Regions from separate parts of the Anas platyrhynchos genome. Here region 2 is linked to region 1. A link is a contact called in public Hi-C data. All regions are on one chromosome and are shown on one strand. Each heading gives the region's core, a stretch centred on a gene start, on an enhancer-like site or on the middle of the called end of the contact. The rest is flanking DNA. Distances are from core to core; before and after follow the strand shown.

What was found. Hi-C and Micro-C count contacts between places; a contact is called where the count stands out from the background.
Region 2: a Hi-C map of F5 follicle shows a contact between it and region 1, with 3 times the contacts expected there. The contact joins two enhancer-like sites. A contact is called at or near these places in 4 of 8 Hi-C or Micro-C datasets (F5 follicle, liver, skeletal muscle and 1 more).

Annotation. Positions count from the first base shown.
Region 1 is chr5:54,622,236-54,626,815 of IASCAAS_PekinDuck_T2T, forward strand. All of the region lies in intron 14 of NAV2 (neuron navigator 2), which reads left to right. Among named protein-coding and RNA genes, the nearest start is that of PRMT3, 110 kb to the right of the region's middle. Within about 2 kb of position 2,361, at least 3 of the 8 cell types and tissues checked have an H3K27ac peak or open chromatin away from gene starts, as enhancers often do.
Region 2 is chr5:54,716,284-54,720,863 of IASCAAS_PekinDuck_T2T, forward strand. It overlaps NAV2 (neuron navigator 2), which reads left to right. Exons shown (of 42, transcript XM_072039124.1): 41 at 3,802-4,005. Among named protein-coding and RNA genes, the nearest start is that of PRMT3, 12 kb to the right of the region's middle. Within about 2 kb of position 2,213, at least 2 of the 8 cell types and tissues checked have an H3K27ac peak or open chromatin away from gene starts, as enhancers often do.

The sequences.
Region 1 (4,580 bases), core at 1,111-3,610:
AAGGAGAGAGTTCATGCGACTGAAATCAGTATATACCTCGTTATGTAGGGTAAAATAGAGCAAAAAAAGGTGTACATGCAAAATAGTCTAATGAGCAAGTGAATGTGCAGAAGTATGAACTGAGAAAATTATTATCAAGGTTTTATGACAACATTTAATGTTTGATTTGACTGGAAAAAAAGCATTTGTTCTTTGGTCCAAAGTCAGTATTCAATTAATTCTAGGAAGTTTAGTTATTATTTCTTAGGTTAAATACAGCATTACGCTAAATTTAAAAATTATCTTGGAGGTGTAGATGGCATATTTACTTTTGTGGTAGCCTTTTCCCTCTCTAGCCACCTTGCATGCTTTTCTTTTCTGAAGTGCCACTGACTGTTGCATTGGCTTATTTGGAAGACTTAGTGCCTCTTCTTGAAACAGAAAGCTGGAATGCAGCTGCTTCATTGGCACTAATTTAAGTGGGAAGCAACCAGAAACCTGCCTGCATTCTGTCCTTTCTGAATCTGTCAATGTTTTCAAATTGAAAAGTCAGACTCAGTTTTTAGTTCTTATTTCAAGAAGCATATAGTACAGAAGCCAGTGAAAAAAAAAATCTATTTCACTGCTGCTGTAACTGTTACTACATTAATAACACATTGTATAGCTAAAATGGTTTGTTTTTATAAAATGAATCAACCTGAGTTTTGTGATGTTTATTGTAGTAACAGCGATTGCTGTTCCTCTGGTGTGTGAGTTTTATTCAAACTTGTGGCTGTAATTTTGGTCTCAAAATGCAAATAAATTCTGAGTAGCTACATGGTTTCTGTAAAACACCAAGGATGAACGAAGAAGCATCCCTGGAAGAATTGTGTCATCTCGGGCATCTGCTGTTCATATGCTATAGGAGCCCCAGTCAAGACCGACACTTCAGTCAGTGTATAAAGTTCAGATTCCAGGTTGAGGGAAAGGGAATAATAAGAAAGCTGTTATGAATGATATTTCCAGAGAAATCTGCGGCTTCACTCGTCTCTGTCTATCATTTCCTTTTCTGTGACTACTTGGTCATTCTGTAGAGTATAAAATGGAAGTCTACAAAGTCTGCAAATACAAGAATGATTTAGATTCAGGTTATAAGGGACTCATAACGTAATAAAATGTTTCTGCCAGTTAGTACCTCTGTCACTGAAGCAATGTATCAAAGCAGAGCGTTAAATGCCAACAGTTGGTGAATATAACATTTAGCAGAACAGTCATGCTCAAAAGCAACTCACCCCTTGCTTTAAACATTAGAACATCTTTAACTGATAGAGAAAGAATATGAATCAGAGTACTTCATTTCCCACTAGTTTTTGAAGAGGGTAGATAATTTTCCACTTTTGACCTATACAACTAGCCACAGATTGATAAACAATAATCTCAATGTCAAGTTCTCAGGACAAGAATGGCTGTGTGTACAAATACATTTTTCTTTTCAATAGCTGTTGCCTTCAGCTGCAAAAGCCTATGCTGCTAGATAATGTGGGTTAGTTTATTTATTTATAGACCGTTATTGTAATCACTGACTAAGTTCCAAGGGCAAAATCTGTATTACAGGTCAATCCATAGTCAGAAAGACTCAGCTTCATTTTCAGATTGTCAGTAGTGCTTGAAGTTTGGGCAGTTTGGAGAGCTTCTCATTGTTGCACTGGTGAGCATTTATAGGGAGCATTCCTAAAAGCAGCCTCAAAACGCTGGGGTTAGATTGTCTGTGGAGAGTAATCGTATGTGCACGTTTCTTGACAAGGGACTACTGCAGGATTGAATTGCAATAACAGCGTTGGATATAATCCCCAAATCAATTGAGAGAGATAAACTTTCTGTCTAAAAGGTGAGGGCGTTACCTGTGGTGAATCTCACTGACACCTAATAATGCTGAATTATGCGGTATAAACAGATGTTTTGGTAGCCTGTTCCATGAGTTATCTTCAGGTTATCCATGGTAATAAAAATAGGGTAGCACTGTGTCTTTGTGGGAGAGGAAAAATACACCACTTCAAAATCAGAGAGGCTGCTCGTGAAGAAAGCATCAGTGTGACTTGCTGTGGAATGAATCTCTGAGATCAGTGTTAGGGCAAACATGTCCAATATTTTCAGAAGCTGAGTTACAGTATGCAGAAAACAGCACAAGAGGGCATTTATATCATGAATAGCTCTTTATTAGCTGGTATATGTTTCACTTTGTCATTTTCAGAATTGCTTCAGTGCTGTAGTCTGAAAACCTTGGATCTGTGTTTTCATTGGCAAACTGATAGGGAAGGAAGCCAAAATATTTGTTACAGCCAAAATAAATCCAATAGCCAAGATAAACTATTTTAGCCCTATAATCCTGATGCTTTCTCTGAAATGTACTGGGTCATGGGAAGTTTCATTTGGCCTCCTTTAGTAAGTCTGCTCAAGCAGAGCTCTGGCATACATTAGGGTTGATTTCATAGGGTTCGAAAGAGTATCTTTTCCAAACAGGCAGAAAATCTCTCTTAAAACTAAGAAGGTCTTTAGGTGGTGGATCAAAGGTGAGACGCGGTCTTAATTTAGAAGCTAAAATATGGACAGAATGGCAAAGCAACAGGACTAGCATTTGTGCAAGGAGGGAAGTAAGCACGCACCTTGCTTGGTTCTGCAGCAGGCTGATCTCGGGGCTCCCTAGCCTCATCAGAAAGGGAAAGCACAAAGCCCAGGACTGTTTCACCTGCCCACTTCAGACAGTTAAACACTCATTCCAGGTGGAGAGTTTAACTCAGTCCTTTCTGGGGGGTTGGTTCAGAAGGTTTTGTCCACTGCAATCTCCCAGTAGCTACTTCAATATGTGTTCTGTCTTTTTTCCCCTCTGTTGTCTCTAATGAGATACAGGGTTTGTTTCCTTTTTATCTGTCCTTGGAATGGAACAACAGAGCTGTTGGTCAGAAACGCCTTTTAAAATTGTTTTCTTTTAATTTAATTAATCCTCTGACCTTGCTTTCTTTACCCTAAAGTGCAGATTTCTCTGCAGTATTAACAGAGTGGATATATTGATTATTGCTTTTCACACGTTTTCTCAGGAAATGGCTTGTGGTTGGCAAACAGCGCTTGTCAAAACAATTTTGTATGGAAACGTCGTTTCCAGAAAAACATAGATGTGTTAGTTTTACAGCTCAAGTACCCTAGGGCCCGCACTTGGAGGCAGAGGGGATGTGAGCAGTCCTGCACACGTACCTGGAGGCAGCATCTGCCTTGGGGAAGGCCTCGCTGTTGCCTTGAGGGGCAAAAGAGCTGCTGCTGACAGCACGTTGGAGGTACGTGGTACGAAGCTGCAGTCTGGAGGATGAGGGAGGCCTCAAGTCTGGTTCAGTTTTCTGAAAAATAGAAACATTAGGTTTGTCTGATTCAGCTGCTAAGGCTGGTGCACAGACCATTTAAAATAACTCTTCTGAGTGTGTTGCGTTTAGAAATGTTACTTAGCAGCTCTGATACCTCACTTATTAAGGCTAGCAGTGAACTGTTCCTTCAGCTATTAGCTGAGGACAGAAGGGCTCAGCCTGCACACGATGCTAAGGGGCCCTATGAAATTCTCCTTGCCCTGACCTCCCTCAGGTGCAGCTGCTGTTGTGGGTGAGAGAACATTGTAGCCCAGCCTTTTCACCATTTCACTAATCTCCCCATTTGTTTGATGCTTTGAGGCTGATACGTTCCCATTACAGACCCCTGTTTCCACAACCGCATAATGTGTTTGTGTGCATGATGCTCATGGGATTTTCATTCCTTCTTGTTTATTCAAGCCTTTATGCTCCATAGGGATCTTTCTGCAAGCACTACAAGCAAATGAACATGGAATATAGATGAAGGGAAATTAAAAGGGAGAGCAGGCCACTGTAGGGTGGCTTTATCTCACAAAAGCTGAGCTAGAAATCATCTTGGTGGTTCAGAGGCCTGTCTGCTCTAGACTGACATGAGCCAAAATCATCATTGAAACAGTTCTGTAAAATTCAGAAGCTGAATTTTAGTAGTTGTATCCATTAGGAAGCAACAAAGAGTTCAATATGAAGAGCGGAAATTGAGGATTTATTTCACCAAATGTTGAATAATGTGTTGGACATTTTCAGGATTCTTGTGCCTCAGTTGCTTGATATTATATTATGTATCAGTCAAATGGTGATAACATCTTTTCCATGTGCCAAGCTCGTGTGGCATAACAGATCTTTGCTTGGGTTTAAGGTTTTAGAAGAAAGGACGATGCATTTTGCTGCTAATGAAATTTGCTGTTGGTAGCAGTAGTTAAGAGAAACCATTTCCTCCTAAGCTCTCTGCAGCAGAATTGGTTGGTGCTGCAGGCAATGTGTGGCTAGCTGGAAGGCCAGAGCAGCTGAGCAAGAACTTGTTCTCCTGGTACCCTGACTGAATGTTAGCTGTAGTCTTTTCTGACCTTTGCCACTGTGGTTAACTCTTTTTTTTTTTTCCTTTTTTTTTTTTTTCTGTATGCTTTGAGTTGCAGTGGGTCACTTATTATACTGGCCACTGCACTTGAAACAGCATGATTTTGATGATAAGGTTTCCTCTTGGTACAATTACTGGGCAACACGCAGTCCTTA
Region 2 (4,580 bases), core at 963-3,462, 94 kb after region 1:
AAATGAGAAGTTCAAACTATTCAGTTTATTTAATAGGAAGATGAAACAGTTTTGATCTTTGGAAGCCTTCTGTTTAAGTGGGGGAAGAACATTTACTGGCTGTTTGACAAGTTTGCACTAGAAAAATTCAAACTATGAGCAAGACACAGTTTGTTATTAGTAAGAGTAATTAATAGTTAGGAAATTTTACTACAGAAATAATAGGTTCTCTACCATGTATGTCTCTGAGCCCAAAATCTTTCTGAAACATGAAAGAACTCCCAAGAAGTTACAAGCTCCTTGAGAGAAGCAGTCATGGCACAGAATAGTAATTTGGGGTTTGTGAATAACAGTTTTCTCCATTCTGGGGCTGCTTAGGGGTCACCTTTACAGTATTCATGGGGACGACTTGTCAGGAAGATCTGTTAGAAAAGTGTGAAAGTTTTCTTTTGAAAAATACTATTTCTTTTCTATTCAATACAGTTTCTGTATTTGAGGTTCAGCTCTTGTTTGGATGGGAGTACTCTGCAGAAAATGAAACAATAATGAGGAGAAGACACACAAGTTTGAAAATGTGCTTAAAAGGAAAAAAAAAAAAAAAAGAGAGAAAAAAAAAAAGCTTGTCCACTTAAGAAACACCTGGAGTTTCATTTACTATCTCGACAGTAGAGGTTTATAGATGTTAACAGAGAGAGTGCGAAAAAACAGCCTTGTCATAGAAATTTCAGTTTTTACTAGTGGCTCCTAATAACTACTAAATACATGAATTGTACAACTAGTTTTAGTAAGAATCTGTACAAACTGTGTTTACCATTTGAATTCTGACAGTACCTGGAGACTTCATTTTCCTTGAGATGATTGTGGTAGGTACTTAGATGTCAGGTTTTCAGATTGCACAAGGAGAAACAGAGGTAGAAATAGAACAGAAGAGAAGAACTATTTTACATAATTCCTGTATAGGGTCCCCACAAAGGAAGGTAAAGGGAGCTAATAATCTTTTTGACCTAAAACAAGTGAGAAGACAGGGTTCTTGTTTCCTCCTGAAATGGGATGCTCGAGCATGTTCTATTGTGTTTTGAATGTCTTTTATCAGCTGATCAGGAGGTATGGAAAGCATTGAAACATTAATAACAGAAAGGATGAGAAAGCATAACAATTGATAAAACCCTGGTTTTGCTTCCTCGTTTTGCCTGTTATCTGCATCTTTATGTTATTTGAATGGATTGCATTTGAAGTGTAAGCATTCCAGTTTCTCACTTTTTGCTTTAGATTCTGTATCTGCTCCAATCCAATTTCCCCATATTCCACTAATTCATTTCGTTTTAAATAATTTCCTCGTTTGCTTTAGAATTCTCTTTTGTTGAGTCTGTTGATGAGAATAAAACATGAGTACTCAAATTGCAGCCAGAGTTGTACTAATTAACAAGCTAATACTAGAAATGTGTATTTCATTTTTGGCTGTTTTCTGTCCCCACACCCACAAAGGCTCCTTTGAGAACACATCTTCCCATCTGAAATTGCCTGCCAGAAAGAAAGGGTGGACTGCTGATTTCACTCTGATCTCTCTGGATCTAAACTGAACTATTTTTATGTTTCTGTTTCTCATTTAGAGGACTATTTTGGGTCAAAAACAAGAGAGCCAAAAGGATCCTTAGAATAATTGCTCCCATTGGAGCCGCTGAGTTTTTGGTTCTTCAAAACAGGGATTTGAAATTTACAGGGTTTTAAAAACCCATTGTTCTTCCTGCTCGGTATATTGATATGGAATGGAGCACCAACAAAAAGAAGGTCTAAAGTCTCTGTGGCTTCCTGATGCCATCACTCGTACTCCAGTGGTTTCTGTGTGGTGCTTTGTGGACCAACCTGTTAGGTTCTTACTCCTTAATTGCACCTTCTATGTCTAGAAAGCATTCATATGAAAGGGGCAGGACTGGTTGCTGTGGATGGGAATGGTAAGCTGGTAATTCGATCTTTCATCTGCTGAAGATACATCATGATTTTGTATCCTGCAATGGGGATTTGACATCCTAATTTTCAGAAATGATCTAGGAACCACACAGACCTTCTAGGCAGCACGGACGTGTGGAAAATATAAAATTCTCTGCCATCACGACTTGCCGTAGATTTGAGAACAAGACTAAAATATGCGATCTGGCTTACCACAGCTTGAAGACATTATGTTGGGAAAATAATGCAATACAGCTCAAGGACGCAGACAAGTTTTTTTTGTAGCATAAAGCCATGTGTAAGACTGCCTAGCACCACCTGCTGGGCACGCCTGCTCTGTGCTCTGCCTGCTTTAGTGCTGTTCCAGAAAGTGTTCAGTACCTTGTGATTTCCGTATGGCATTTGACTGCCATCTATTAGTAAGTCTGCATTCATGTCTGAGTTTCACCGGAATATAAGCTTCATGTAACTCTTACAGGAAGGCTCTAATAGAACAGATAAAAGACTTTGTTTAGCATGTGCAAATTAACGCAGCCAAATTTTCAGAGAAAGGTTTAGGCTGGTAACTACGTGACATCACTTATAATGAAAGCTGTTTTTATCCTAATATTGCTTAGGAGTCTCTGACGAAATGCCATTCATACACGCTTGCCTGGTATATATCTGTGGAAACCCTCTGCTGCCATGCAGGAAGAGCAGATTTGGATTAATTAAACATGCATCCAGATGAAGTCGGTCTCTTGCATTCTGTTTGGATGCAGCATTTTGGGGGCCTGTTTGCACTGGAAGAATTAGTTTGCATGCTGCAAGAACGTTCAGTGATTTATGGCAATGTGAGGAACAGCACTGGAAACCTCAAGTTTGCCCTAACTATTCCTGTTTGGCAATGGGCAGGATAATAGGATGGGAATGTGGGGAGGAAGAAACACTGATGAAGAAAACAAGATAGCCTTAAATCCATGAAAGAGATGACAAATTTCTTTGTTATACCGCTGCTTTTTCCCCATGTGCATTGTACAGGAAAGAGAGGTCTCTGAATTCAAGTGACAAAGCGCCGGTAATGAACTCCAGTTGCGGAAGGATGCTTAGGCCAGAAAATTATAAAGCAGAAGTTTGAAGTCACTTAAAGTTTTATTTATGCTTTTGAAAGTCATGGGACATTAAAAGGAATTTATTAGCTAATTAAGGCAAACAGCTGAACGTAACGAGAAAGATATGTATAGATTCAGTAACACAAGAAAAGTTTTGGAAATAGAGCACACTTACTTGAAATAAGAATGCAGTCAAATTCTGTTGGTGCATTTTCTTGGTTGAGTACAAAGAAATTCCCTTGGCTTCAAAAACTTATGCTTTGACATCCATCCATCACTATTGCTTGATAACAGGCATTACATTTCCTCCTGTGCATTCTTTTGACTGCAGTTTCACAGCAACAGCAAACAGATAAGCTGTCTCCTGTTGCAGCCTGGATGTGAACGTTAACAGCCTCTTTCCTGTATTTACTTTTATTCAAGTTTTTTTTTTTTTTTTTTTTTTTTTTTTTTTAAAAAAAAAAAAAAGAGAAGAATAAAGAAAGAAAGAAAACACCTGTCCAAATTGAGGTTATTTTCGCATCTCCCTTTCATTAAACGGTACCCACAAAAGGGCATTGCAGCCTCAAAGGAGGTGGTTAGCCTCTTCCAAATCACTTGCCCTCAAAAATAATTAAAATGTTGTCATTAGGGGGATGCAAATCTCATTTGGTTTTGTTCAACCTTACTTGCAAATGTTATCTGCAGTCAAAGAATCAAGGCACATTCATTTTGGTTAGGTAAGCACAGAATAAAATGATAAATGAACAGGAATGCTTTAAAAGATGCTTTTGCACTTTTTCAGTTGTATGGGAGGAGAGCTCCCTGGGAGGATCCTGCCAAATGGGTAATGGACACGTACCCCTGGGCGGCCACCCCACAGCACCATGAGTGGCCTCCTCTGCTACAGCTGCGTCCTGAAGATGTGGGGTTTGATGGCTACTCCATGTCACGGGAAGGCTCAACCAGCAAACAAGTTCCAGTGAGTGATGCCGAAGGAGATCCTTTGGTAAGTTCTCAGTCTTGAAACAGCAAATCTGCCTAGTTTCTCTTCTTTATAGGAATAAAAGCAAGAATGAAAAAGTAAAGGATGGCTGAAAAGTGTTGAAAAGATTTAGAACAAGAAGTCCATATATATTGGGAAGTCATGAAGACAGCTCATGGAACGTGTTGACATAGAAAGCCCATAAAGTTTTCAAGAAATAGTGTCAGAAGTTTTTCAGATTCATTCACTGAGGATATTTTGAGGATTCATTTTTTGAGGAGTCACTGGGGATGTGTCCAATGTTTATTAATTTCTACCCCAGAAAGAAGTACTTCATTTGGTGACAACTGTGTGAATAGTGCAGTGGAGCCATTTGGCTAAGCCTGTTTTGCCACAGTCATGAAATAGCCACGTTACTTTACCTCACACGGTGTTTACAGTCACCAGATGTAAACTGAGATTTTCAATGAATCTGTCAGCTGTTATGCTCTGTGAATCTATTTTTAATTTTCAGTGAATCTATCAGCTGTTATGCTCTGTGACTGGTGTCAACTTTATGATTCAGAAATACAGTGCAACTGTATATAAAGGAAATGGTA